Regions from separate parts of the Sus scrofa genome. Here all the other regions are linked to region 3. Evidence: chromatin contacts called from public Hi-C data. All regions are on one chromosome and are shown on one strand. The core of a region is the stretch at or near the end of the contact, and the rest is flanking DNA. Distances in the headings are between cores, read along the strand shown. Region 1 has its middle 86 kb from the start of SDC2. Region 2 overlaps SDC2 (syndecan 2). Region 3 holds the start of SDC2 (syndecan 2).

Region 1 (4,561 bases), core at 1,255-3,754, 86 kb after region 3:
TGAGAAATTATTTATAATGCTGCCAAAGAGACCTTCTAAATGACAAATTTGATGATATACTTCCACTGTTAAAAGCCTTTCAAGAGGCTGGTAAGCTCTAACTTCTTTGTGATATGCTGTTCTGTCTTAGGAATTGAATATTAGGACCTGAGCATCAACTACCCCATATTCGTGTTTTTTGGTTTTTTTTTTTTTTTTGTCTTTTTGCCATTTCTTGAGCCACCCCTGCAGCATATGGAGGTTCCCAGGCTAGGGGTCGAATCGGAGCTGTAGCCACTGGCCTATGCCAGAGCCACAGCAACGCGGGATCCGAGCCCCGTCTGCAACCTACACCACAGCTCATGGCAACGCTGGATCATTAACCCACTGAGCAAGGCCAGGGATCGAACCCACAACCTCATGGTTCCTAGTCGGATTCGTTAACCACTGAGCCACAATGGGAACTCCTCCATATTCGTGTTTATTTCACTATGCGTTTTATGCCATGTGTTCAGAAGCATCCAAGCAACATTACTAGAAACATCACTGGAAGTTCCTACCGGGGAGGAAGACGCTGGCTGGCACTGTATCCCCCAATAGCCAAATAAAGGGCATAAAGTTATTTACTAGGAAGCTGGGCACCGGCCACAGCTAAACCCACTTATGAGCCATAGTCCAGTAGGCACCTCTTTCCCCAATCACACAATCTTACTCATCTTTAGTAGAATTGCATTGCCATCTAAGCCATTCCACTTTTCCTTCCTGTATCAGTGCTCTGAGCATTCCCAGGTTTTTTGGCAAAGAAAAGGCAGGTTACAGACCCACAGCTGAACCTTTAGCCACCTCCAAAGCACCACAGGATGAATTGTTCTCATTGGCTTCCAGAAGTTACCAGGGAGGAGTTCCTGTCATGGCTCAGCGGAAATGAATCTGACTAGCATCCATGAGGACACAGGTTCGATCCCTGGCCTCTCTCACTGGGTTAAGGAGCCGGTGTTGCTGTGAGCTGTGGTGTAGGTCGCACATGCAGCTCGTATCCTGCATGGCTGTGGCTGTGGTGTAGGCCAGCAACTCCAGCTCCAATTAGACCCCTGGCCTGCAAACCTCCATATGCCTCAGGTGCGGCCCTAAAAAATACAAAAGACGAAAAAAAAAAAAAGTTACCAGTGGGTTTCATTGTGTTGGGGTACTATATCAATATTTTCCTTCCCAGTCTCATTGACTTTATGTGTGTGTGTGTGCATTGAAAAAAAAAAAAAAAGCACACTTTTGTATTGAGCTCTTCGTAGATTCACATAAAGTTGTAAAAAATAAAATGGTAATGATATTCTTCACTTAATTCCTTCCAATGTTAAATCTTGGCTGACTTTTATACAGTATCACAATCAGAAGATTGATATTGATATAATCTACATCAACTTGAAAATTTTTTATTGTTTTCCTTTTTGTAGATACATTGTGTTCTTCAAAGGCAGTAATTCTTATACCGTGAACTTGCAGTAAAGATGCACAATGCACTCTTTTTACTTCTGCTGGTAGGTACTGTACAGAGTCAGTGTGCTTCTTGTAATGAAAACAAACATTTTATTTATTAAAAAACAAAAACAAAAAAAATTTTTTTGTCTTTTCATCTTTTTAGGGCTGCATCTGCAGCATATGGAGGTTCCCAGGCCAGGGGTCCAATTGGAGCTGTAGCTGCCGGCCTGTGCCACAGCCATAGCAACGCAGGATCCAAGCCGCATCTGCAACCTACACGACAGCTCACAGTCACACCAGCTCCTTAACCCACTGAGCGAGGCCAGGGATCGAACCTGCAGCCTCATGGTTCCTACTGGGATTCATTTCCACTGCGCCATGATGGGAACTCCAAAAACCCAAAATTTTCAAGAACCTTTTTTGCCCCTTGGGATAAAGTCTGGAAATCTTTACATGGCTTTCAAGCCCCTCCAAGTTGTGGCCCTTTCTCCCCACTCTTATCCATTGTCACTCCTTGTTTGGTCTCCGCACGCCCAGCTTTATAGACCTGCTCTACAGTGGAAATAAAATGTTGAAAAACCCTTTTCTAATTGAATCTAGAGTATTCCTATCAGTCTTTGAGATTAAGCAAAGTCTGTAATTTGACCTAGAAGCATTAGCTACCCTCTCTCTCAGATCGGATTGGATACCTTTTTATTTTTTACTTATTTACTACCTTGCCCAAAGAAGTTGTCTAATAACTATTTGTTGAATGCATGAGTCAATATGTGAATACTTCTAACTAGTTTAAGAGGGTTGGCATCCACTAGCTCCTTCTCTTTGTTCATTCCCTACCTCCAGAGTCCACTGTTGGGGGATCCTAATTAAGTACCTTTTTATGGGCAGCACCCAGCCTTGCAGAGACTAAGTGCTCAATATGTGAAGATGGATGACCAGAAAGCAGGAGGAAATTGAGACTCAGAAGAGCAATGAGAGCACAGGTTAGGAGGTGGTGGGTTCCCAGATAGTGAGTGGACTGTTTGGCTCAGAAAAAAAATCATTTGACAGGTCATTTAATCCATTGGAGGGACAAGTTTGGCTTATATAACAGGTCTTCTCAATAACAGGCATTTACCTGGTCCCTCCTGCTCCTGCAATACAAAAATAAACTATAAAAGAACCTTCAGTTCCGTACCCCCTGTTCTGTGAACATCATTAACCCCTGCAGTCTCAGTTAGCGCTTCTGCTCATCCATAGCTATTCACAGGCTGCTAGGATCCAAAATCAAAGGGAGTCGGTGTGTTAGAGCTGCTCCATTCGTCTTCAGAAAGGTAAGGTTGGCTGGAATGCTCAGGCAACTGAAGTTGCAATGCTATCCCTGCAACTTCAAGGGATAGTCTTAATCTCTCAGGGCCGTGTTTTATTTACTGCATGTGGAGCTTGTGGAGCTGGAGTCCACAAGCCAGTTTTGTAGCTGCTGATTTCTCTAACGCCTGCAGCAACGGCACATGCTCCTGCCTGTGAAACTCTTTCCCGGGGTGTCCGGGGCACCCCCAATGAACCAGAGATGAGGTTATGGGAGGTAGGCACCCTTCATTTTGAACCCTGGTTCTGCCTCTCTCTTAACATGAATTTATGTGGAAATACAGGGTCCCAGCTCATAGGATAGTTGTGAGGATTCTTTGGGAGTAAATCATGGGAACTTAACAACATGGAGCAGGTACATGGCAGGTGCTTGATACAGGTTACCCCTCATCCTCGCAGTTATAAAAGAGTCAGCTGACCATGAAGAAGGGGGAGGGGGGGTCAGGAATAGAAGTGGGGATTCTCACAGGCACCTCTCTGAGTTTTTCCTTATGCTAGATCACTGGTGCATACATATAGTTAATATTAGGCTTAACCACTCATGGTGAGTTAAATAACATCCTGTCGCTAAAGATATCTATGTCCTAATCCCTGAACCTGCGAATGTCACCTTAAATGGCAAAGAAAAAAAAAAAAAAAGGACTTTGTACATATAATAAAGTTAAGGAATTTGTGATGGGGAGATTATCCTGGATTATCCGGCTGGACCATAAATGCAATCGCATATATTTTATAAGAAGGAGGAAGACGGAGATTTAATACACACAGAAGAGGAGAAAGCAATGTGACCACAAAGTAATGAAGTCACAAGCCAAGGAATGCCATCAACCACCAGAAGCTGGAAAAGACAAAAAATAGTTTCTCCTCTAGAGGGCGTGTGGCTCTGCCGACACCTTATTTCAGTCCAGGGAGACTGGTTTTAGGACTTACTTCCTCTAGAACTGGGAGAGCATAAATTTGTGTTGTTTTCAGCCACCAAGTTGTGTTTATAGCAGCCCCTGGAAAGTCATACACCACTTAACTATCTGGTTGAATTATTGCAGTAGCTGTGCTTATAATTTTTAATTTTTCTGTTTGCTTTTAAAGTTATTGCCCTCATTTATTATGTCCTTTTGGGGGGGGGCGGGGGGGGATGCATTCAAAATTAATGGATCCAAGATTCAAGTTATAAGCAGCAAATTTTGATGCCTTTTCATTTGCATATACTGAGCAGTAAAGAGTTGTTGTGCTCACTATTAATCTTCTAATGAGTTCTACGGAGCTTCGGCACAATTTACATTTTAATACTTACTTTGTGTTTTAATCTTTAATAAAGAAACTGGAATTTAGAGTTTTGCAGATCTGAGGGTTATGTAAGAAGTTATTTTCTTTTTCTCATGGTAAGTTGTTTAAAAATCCAATTACTTATTCATGATGTTTTTAATGGAGTTAAGTATTTAAAACAATTGGCTTTTACTTTACTCAAGTTTAGATTTCCCACAGTAAAATCATAGGCTGGAAAGCACTAAGACTCTTTGTTGCTTTTTTTACTTTTCTGGAAAAGATTCCAGGGACAACGGAGCAAAATGCTGTAAACTCTGTGTACTCAGTGGAGGACCATAAGTTCAAGGGCTAGGCTCTCTCCCTTGTTTGCATACCAAATAAACTCACTTGTTTGCACCAGTCAGAGGATTCCTGTAAAGAGATTCGATCCTTTTTCTCCTTGTAAAAAAGCAAATACAGTTGATGGTCATTATTTGCAGTTAGTTAGGTGTTCTCTAAA
Region 2 (4,276 bases), core at 1,674-4,173, 110 kb before region 3:
ACAGTCATTATTGTCCTATTTTTAAAAAAATCAAATTGGTGAGTGCCCGTTGTGGCTCAGTGGTTAATGAACCCAACTAGTATCCATGAGGTCTCAGGTTGGATCCCTGGCCCCGCTCAGTGGGTTAAGGATCCGCTGTTGCTGTAAGCTGTGGTGTAGGTCGCACTTGGCTCGGATCCCACGTTGCTATGGCTGTGGGGTAGGCCGGCGGCTCCAGCTCCAACTGGACCCCTAGCCTGGGAACCTCGATAAGCCATGGGTGCAGCCCTAGAAAAGACACACACACACAAAACCGAATTGAATATTTGTTTCTAACAAGAATGATAAAAAATGTTTCCCTTCCTACAGTGTCTTTCATTTGATTTCATCTTAAAATAAAGCCTCCTGTTCCAGCTCTCACTGGGCCTGGCATGATGGGGCCACCTCCCAACCCAGCATCACTTTCCTCACTCAGATTTTGGCTTCTGGGTGGAGAGGCTCCAGTGGCCTCAATCTGAACCCATGTGCAGGAAGGTACAGGCATCCACTTTGTTGCAGCAACCGTATCAGCACATTTTGAGAACTGAGACCTTAGGGACTGGTTTCCCAGTGGCCTGGCCTGCAGGCTCTGAGGGGCCACCTCAAGCCAAGAGTATGCTGGGACTTTTCTGCTAGAAGAGTCAGAGCTTAACTCTGCCATCTGAGGCCCTTCTGCTGGATACGGGTCTCTAAGGCTCACACCATCCCAGGCTGTAATTCCCAAGCCCATTGGCATCACTGATCCCACTAGACTTTCAGCCCCTTTGAGGGTGGGGACTGTATCTCATATATCTTCAAGCCACCCCGACTCCCTATAATCACAGTACCTGGTGTATAGGAGATGCTCAGTAAGTGCCACTTGGGCTTTTTGTGGTCCTGCTGGTATTAAACTTTGCCCTGTGAATTTCTGCTTTTTAGGGCCACACCCGTGGCATATGAAGGCTCCCAGGCTAGGGGTCCAGTCGGAGCTGCAGCTGCCGGCCTGCACCACAGCCACAGCAACACCAGATCTGAGCCGCATCTGCGACCTATAGCACAGCTCACGGCAATACCAGATCCTTAACCCACTGAGCGAGGCCCGGGATTGAACCCCTGTCCTCACAGATACCAGTCGGGTTCTTCACCTGCTGAGCCACAACGGAACTCCTGTTCTGTAAACTTCAGCTATAGGACCCTCTCCTCTTGTGCTTTCTCTCAAATCTTATCTATAAAACAGGCTCTGACTTCTCTAGCCCTTACCTGTCCCCTGTAACAAACCACTATTTTTTTTTTTTTTTTTTTTTGCCTCTTCTAGGGCCGCTCCCATGGCATATGGAGGTTCCCAGGCTAAGGGTCAAATCAGAGCTGTAGCCACCGGCCTACACCACAGCACAGCAATGCGGGATCCGAGCCACGTCTGCGACCTACACCACAGCTTGATCCTTAACCCACTGAGCAAGGCCAGGGATCCAATCTGCAACTCATGGTTCCTAGTCAGATTCATTAACACTGCGCCACGACGGGAACTCCACAAACTACTATTTTGGATTTTGGAGCCTATGAACAGTTTAAAACAACCTCTTTTATTTTTCATCATTTCAGGTCTATTTGCTCTTGCTCTTCTGCAGGTGAAGGCAGGCCCTCAGTGACCTGGGTGTGCTCCCTGCCCCTCTCAGTGTGCACGGGGACTCAGTAAATATTTTCCGACTGAAATTTCCTAAAACAAATTGGCCTTTGACTCAGGCTGCAGAGGTAACGTGTTTTACAAGGCCTCCAGGACTCCTACAGTTAAGATCTTTCCATCCAAAGGGTGGGAGATCATTGGTCCCACCCGTCCCACACACACATGGCACGGCACCTACTTAAGCAACCTTGAGACTTAAAAGCAGAAACCTGTTTGCTTTTTTCTTAACACTGAATGGCTTTCATTTTCCTCTTGGCTTGGGTCAAAAAAGTTTACGGCAGCATGAGCCACACGAAGATCTTTGACGCCTATTCATAAACTGAATTTCTATTCATGAGGTGACCGGGTTGTTGGCCTGAGGCGTCTGTCACAGCAACCGGCAGACTGGGCAAAAAAATCATCTTCCTAAGGAATTCTGGCCACCTCACATGCAACCACATGCGGTGGCTAGAGGGGCAACTGACTTTTTCAGGACAATCGGCTTCTTAGGAGGAAGCTGGGGAGCCTGAATTACTCCGAGACTGGGGGTCAGGACGCCTCCAGAGAATCTGGCTCACTCTCAGCTGCTCCAGCTCTGTGGGGCTCGCTCTAGGGGCTGATGGGATGTTTCATGTGCACAAAGGCAGCTACAAGGATTTGTTCCCCCATCATCCGAGTGGTGCAAATAATAACGACATCACACTAAAAGTTACCTCCTGCTCTGACATCAGGAGGACCAAGCTTGGGAATGACCAATATCCATCCTTCCATAGAGTCCAACGTCATAAGACTAAGCAGGCTCCTTTCCACTCTGCAGCAGGTAACACGCCAAGATCATCTCCAATCTCTTTCTTTTGAAACCAAAAAACACCTTTGCAAGCGTGACAATTCCTTTGGTGAAGATGCCACCGTCGGTGCATAAAGGGTGGCTGCAGTTGACACACCTGGGGAGAGAAATGACTTCTGCACTAACATTCCTGGGGGGCCGGGGGCAAGACGTGCATCTCTCAAAAGCCAAGAACAGGGGAGACTCAGGACCACTGCTTCTACACCCAGTCAACTGTGCCTTGCCTCCCTAAGCAGAAAACCCCAACACACCCTGAACAATGGGCTTGAGGAGACACAGCCACTGGACAAAGGACCTGAGAAGAAACATGCAGAGGCAGAGCCTGGAGCGAAGAGGTGCTGCCTGATGGGGGGGTTTCCTAAGGAGGTGGCTTAATCCGGGACTGGCCATCTCTGTGAGGCAGCACCAACACTGTTGGCTAACAGGGCTCAGAGTACAAGCTGCAAGAAAAACAAAGCTGGTCTTTCAGACCTTTCTCCCTTAGCTGATGCAAGATGCGCATCCAGGAGAGCAAAGGGAAGTGGTGGAAAGCAACCCGGTACAACAAGGAGGAAAACGGACTACAGACCAGAAAGGCAGTTTCTGCTCTATGCCTCATTCAGCCATGGAAACAGTGCTAAATTGGCTCCATAAGGGAGGCCGCTCTTCCCAGAAGAGAAGGCGCCCTGCTGGGAGTTTTCTATCCCCACAATGCCTGGAAGGCAGGCAAGATACACATTTGTTTCCAACTCCACGTCTTCTTCTCCGGTCCCCAAACTGCAGCCACCTCAACACGCTGGGTCTGGACTATTACAAGGGCTAAGCCACCCTCAAGTCTTTGTCTTTGAATCTACTGTATGCTGAGGGATCACTCTTTTTTTTTCTTTCCTTTCTTTTTAAAAAAATGTTATTGGGTATAGGGAGTTCCTGTCATGGTGCAGTGGTTAATGAATCCGACTAGGAATCACAAGGTTGAGGGTTCAATCCCTGGCCTAGCTCAGTGTGTTAAGGATCTGACATTGCCGAGAGCTGGGTGTAGGTGGCAGATGCAGCTCGGATCCCTCGTTGCTGTGGCTCTGGTGTAGGCCGGCAGCTCCAGCTCTGATTCGACCCTTAGCCTAGGAATCTCCATATGCCACAGGAGCGGCCCTAGAAAAGGCAAAAAGACAAAAAAAAAAAAAAAAAAAAAAAGTCATTGGGTATAGTTGACTTACAATGTTGTATTGCTTTCAGGAATACAGCAAAGTGAACCAGACATATATATATTCATTCTCTTTTCTCATATAGGTTATTACAGAATACTGAGTAGATTCTTCTGGTCTATACAGCAGGTCCTTGCCAGTTATCCATTCTATACATAGTAGTGTGTACATTCTTAAACGTGGCTATAATTACTCCCCTGCCAAAAATCCCTTATTGGCTTTCCGTCACCTATAGGATGAAATAAAAACTCTTTAGCTTTGAAAGACATCCTTCTACCATATCGCTTCACCCGCATTTCCAGTATCAGCTGCTGCCACTTCCTCTACCCAAACCCCAGGCTCCATGACCCAAAAAAAGCCACTCAGAGACCTGGTGATACCAATTTCCTTCATACAAAATCCCTAAGAGGAAATAAAACTCCTTAAGGATAGAAAATGCAGGAAAGCAGAGTTCCCATCATGGCTCAGCAATAACCAACCTGACTAGGATCCATGAGGACGCAGGTTCGATCCCTGGCCTCACTCAGTGGGTTGAGGATCCGGCGTTGCCATGAGCTGTGGTGCAGGTCACAGATGCGGCTTGGATCC
Region 3 (4,479 bases), core at 1,273-3,772:
ACAAGAGACTGAAAAGTCATTTAAATGGATTATTGGCCATCCTGAGCTTGGAAACTGCTTCTATGGAGAAAAACTGACTCACTGGCTAACAAAGATTGCCGGCTACAGTCTCCAAGTTGACATTTTAAAAAATATCTAATCACCCTTTTGAATGATATACCAATTACTGAAAATGGTATCTGCCACAGTGAAAGAGCTCACTAGGAAAGCATCCAGTTCTGGTCGGAACTGAGAAATATTCAAACCCTAAAGACAGGGTTGGGGGGAAAAGATACCACCAGAGAAGACAAGTATCATTCAGCCAAAAAGCTTCCTTAAGATGCAAGGTCAGATTGACGCAAACACCCAAAGAGACGTTCTTCTTTTAGAATCCCCAAACAGTAACAATTCCTGAACAGGACTCAGCAAAAAGGGACCTCCTTAACCCTGTCCTGCTTTTTAGGCAGGCTTCTCCTGAATATCTTTAGTTGGAATTCTCCCTTTGCCCTCTTTTGCAACAAGATGAGCAATAATGTTTTTCTGAAATAAACAGGGATTCTTTTTTCCCTTTTGGGGTGGAAAGAGCACAAAGTTCATAACTGGCTGGGAAAGGACCAATCCTAACAGATAAAACGATCATTTGCCACAGAGAAATGCTGATAAGGCTCAGAGTTTTATTTCACAGCCGGAGCACCCACATTTCCATCTACTCTATTCCGTTTACAATCCTACCTGCTCTCCAATCTCAGAGTAACATTTGAGGACCCCATAGCATACACAGAGGCTCCCACACCGATGAAAAAATGCCCATCTGCTGCTCAGGGCCAAAGAGGTTTCCCGATTCCAAATCGGGTGGGGGGGAATAACAGGCGAGGGGGGGAAACTCATGAAACCACCTTAAAGATGACATTAATTGTCTTCGAAAAGGCAGTTCAGATTACTAGAAATGGACAAGTTATTTGGTGGCACAAGGAGGAGATATGAGGAACCAGAAGGGACAGAAACAGCTGCACTCCCTAACCGAGGTCCCAGACCGCAATGAGGCTGCAGACGTGATCCGGGTGCTGGGATTCCACCCAGCCGGACAAAGCTCAGAGCGCCCAGGTAGGGGCCGTCACGCACAAATCAAAACCCAGGAGGCAGTTCCCTTTAGAGGGCGCTCATTGGGTGTCGGAGGGAAACAAGCTCCAACCCCCGAAACGCGACCCAAAGGGGGAGAAAGCAAGTTCCCACCGCCGAGGCCAGGGAGGGAAGCTAGATGCCCGCTTTCGGGCCCGTGGGAGAAGAGACTCCTCCAAGCCTCGGTGCACCCCAGCCGGGGCCCGCGAGGACGAGCGTGGCGGGCTGGAAGCCCCGGTTCTCCGAGCAGCCAGGCGACCCGAGGCCAAGCTCAGTGTCTCAGGCACCTCACCTCGCCCAGCTGCTGCACTTGAGCGCAACCCCTACCAAAATGCCCTCCTGTTCCTTAGGGCCCGCAAGCCGCCCCCCGACCCTCAAGGAGGTCGGGTCGTTGCAAGACTTGGAGTCCAGGGGTCCGCATCCTGGCATTTTGGGGCGCATCCCGCTCACCCCCCAAGGGACCGACGACTGTGCCTCCGCGGGTAGCTTATCCACGCAGTGTCTGCTCCCTTACCCCAGCCACCCGGAACATCAAACAAAAGAACTTTTGCAAACTTTCCTCTCCGGACACTCGCGGGTTTCTCAAAGCTGGGCCCCATCTCCCCAGAACGTGCATTCAATGGAGTAGGAAAGCTGGCGTGGGGGTGTGTGTGTGCTGACAAAGGGACCCCAAAGTTTCCAGGTCGTTCCTGGGTCTCCGGGAGCGCGCGGAGGGGACCAGTTCTCACGCTGCCCTTTCCCGACATCCTCTCTCCGGCCACCCTTCCCCATCGGTCCTTCCCGGCCATAAAGAAAGACCCTCCGAGGGCGAAGAAGTTGGGAGAGATTTCTGGGGCCTCTGCGGTTCGACAAAACTGCCGTACTCTCTTGCTGATCCCGGGGGACCTCCAGGCAACTCCAGGGAGCGGCGCTTTTCTGCGGGAAAGGGAGGAGGGAAGGGGCGGAGGAGCGAGCGCATTTGTCCCAGCAGATCCCCGGGGGCCGAGCTGACACAGCTGGGAGTGGGGGGCATCCCCCAGGTGGCGCTCCCCGACTCCCCGCGGGCTCTGCGCACCCCGCTCGGCCTCGACACCCTATGTGGCGCGCGCGTCCCCCTCCTGGCCCACTCACCGACTCCGCCGACACGCAGGCCACCAAGCCCAAGGTGAGCAGGATCCAAACGCGCCGCATATTCCCCGGGGATCGGCTGCTCCCAGCCGCCGCTTGCAACCAGAGAGAAGCGGAACCTCTTGCTCAGCGCCCGGCGCAGCCCGCGCCGAAGAATCCGGAGCGGAGCAGCCTCCGCGACCGCGGCTCCGGCTCGGGGGCTCGGGGGTTCGGGCTCGGGACTCCGGGGCGCTCGCTTCTTCTTCCTGCGCCTGCTCCCGCTGCCCGCGGCTGCGCTGGGGGAACGCGGCGCCTTCTCACTTGTTGGTTCCTACACTCCCGACGCCGAGTTGTTGCTCCGGGGAGGCAGCTCTCTGGAGCCTTTCTTGCTCTGCTGTAGTTTTACTCCTCCGCGGACTCCTTCCCCGTGTCGCGGCTCGGTTTCTGATTTTTGAGGAATAAATTAGATGGCTTGGAATGTAGCTGCAGCTGAAGTTTGGGGGCAGAGCGGTGGGGGCGCGAGATCCGCGCGGCTGGAGCTCTGGGAGTATCTGGAGAGAAGCGCGTCCGGCAGGGCTAGTGGCTCCGCGGCTGCGCCCCTCCTCCTCCCGCGCCGCCGCCTCCCTCCCAGGGTCCTCCTCCTCCACCTCCTCTTCTCCTCCCGCTCCCTCCCTCCCTCCCCAGCCAGCTTCTCTGGGCTTCTCCGGGCCACTCGGGAGAGGAGGCGGCTGTGTGACTCCCTGCTAAACCCGGGAGAAATTCCTACAGGATTACACCGCGATTGGCAGCTCGGGGGACCAGTGGCCGCCGGCAGCTCCGCGCTGTGGCTGCTCTGGGTCTGCTCGTCTGCAATCTGTGCTCCGGCGCTCCTTTATTTTCTGGCTTCCTTCTCCCCTTACCCCTTCGCCTTTTCCTCTCGCCTCCCCCTTGCTCCTTCTCTATTTTCTATTCTCTTTCACTTTTCTGGAGAAAGATCGGTGAAGCGACGAGACATATTTAGCTTTTCTGCCGGCTGGAATTCGACCAGTAGCAAGAAGCTGCTTTGAGAGTTGGAAAAAACACACACACACACCAAGTTTACAGATGCTTTCAAGCAGTGTAAAGTGTTCATAAATCGCTAGTTCATGAAAATTGTATTTTAAAAGCGAAAACAATAAACGTAATAAACGTGTGTTGAGCATTTCCCACCCACCCTAACGCCCCCCCCCCAAAAAAAAAATCTGGAGGAAAGCTCCCATAAACCCAAAACGCAACCCTTTAAAAGCTCATAATTTCATTAAGGGCTTAAATACCATTTCTGCCTCACACATGGTTTAAGCCCCGAAGGCATTTTATAGGCTCCATTTCAACATAGAGGTGTTAATGTTTGGAAGCTACAAATAGGGCAATTTGATGAGAAATTGGATAGAGACCCTGAACAATAACAGATTGAAGAGAACTTCAAAGAAAAGCAGGATAAAGTAATTTCTAGTTTGAAGAAAATGATGAGCATGTGTTTCCTGAATGGAAGTAATTGGTCCCAAGTATTTTGTGGTGAAGTCTTTTTTTTTTTTTTTTTTTTTTTTTCAGTTCTGTGTCTCTAGTGCACTACCGGACATGGCAAACTCCCTGCCAGTTTCTACCACTATTTTTCTCTCTAATTTCTGGAGTAAATGAATTGTAGAGCCAGTCTGGTCCTAGAATGCCCACTCCAGGAGACCAGCGACTTTTCTGTCTTGTTCACCACTGTATTCTCATTCCTGTTGCCTAAAGATATACAATACATATTTATTGGATAAACTTTGATCTAAAACTCTATACTGCATAAGAGTTGTGAGCCTTTAAGAAACCTAGATGTAGATATATAGACACCAGACCTTGATACTTTTTGAACTTAGAATAATATACAGTCATACTCTACGGAGGATATTGTGAGTATGTATATATGCATGTGTGACTGGGTCACCTTGCTGTACAGTAGAAAATTGACAGAACACTGTAAACCAGCTATAAAGGAAAAAATAAAAAGCATTTATATATATATATATATACTGTAAATATATATATTTACAGTCATACTCTAAGTGCGAACTACAATGTCTTAGCAACCTCTCACCATAAGAAATCTCAGAGAAAGAAATTTAGAGAACTAGAGAGAACTTTAGAGAATGCTAAGTCTGAGACATTGAGCTCTTTGGGTTTTAAGTCCCAACTACCAAGCTCCCAACAGGCAAATCTAAGGTATTGGCAGCCAAAAAGTAACATGGAAAAATGGAAAAGTGAAGAAAAGAAAAAAATATCAAGGGACTGAGCATT

What was found. A called contact is a pair of places that touch in the nucleus more often than the background predicts.
Region 1: a contact with region 3 is called in a Hi-C map of liver, with 7 times the contacts expected there. The contact joins the enhancer-like site here to the promoter of SDC2 in region 3. A contact is called at or near these places in 1 of 5 promoter capture datasets (liver), 7 of 47 Hi-C or Micro-C datasets (embryonic fibroblasts, liver and skeletal muscle) and 1 of 2 datasets of contacts at active chromatin or transcription factors (alveolar macrophages).
Region 2: a contact with region 3 is called in a Hi-C map of liver, with 5 times the contacts expected there. The contact joins the enhancer-like site here to the promoter of SDC2 in region 3. A contact is called at or near these places in 1 of 5 promoter capture datasets (fetal skeletal muscle), 7 of 47 Hi-C or Micro-C datasets (embryonic fibroblasts, fetal skeletal muscle, heart right ventricle and 3 more) and 2 of 2 datasets of contacts at active chromatin or transcription factors (alveolar macrophages and skeletal muscle).

The regions. Positions count from the first base shown.
Region 1 is chr4:40,212,892-40,217,452 of Sscrofa11.1, forward strand. No RefSeq gene overlaps it. Among named protein-coding and RNA genes, the nearest start is that of SDC2, 86 kb to the left of the region's middle. Within about 2 kb of position 2,505, at least 1 of the 83 cell types and tissues checked has an H3K27ac peak or open chromatin away from gene starts, as enhancers often do. A contact at or near this core is called in liver, where this site is marked.
Region 2 is chr4:40,019,423-40,023,698 of Sscrofa11.1, forward strand. All of the region lies in intron 1 of SDC2 (syndecan 2), which reads right to left. Among named protein-coding and RNA genes, the nearest start is that of SDC2, 110 kb to the right of the region's middle. Within about 2 kb of position 2,924, at least 3 of the 83 cell types and tissues checked have an H3K27ac peak or open chromatin away from gene starts, as enhancers often do. A contact at or near this core is called in liver, where this site is marked.
Region 3 is chr4:40,126,961-40,131,439 of Sscrofa11.1, forward strand. SDC2 (syndecan 2) reads right to left here and starts at 2,523. Exons shown (of 5, transcript NM_001315754.1): 1 at 2,209-2,523. The coding sequence starts at 2,268.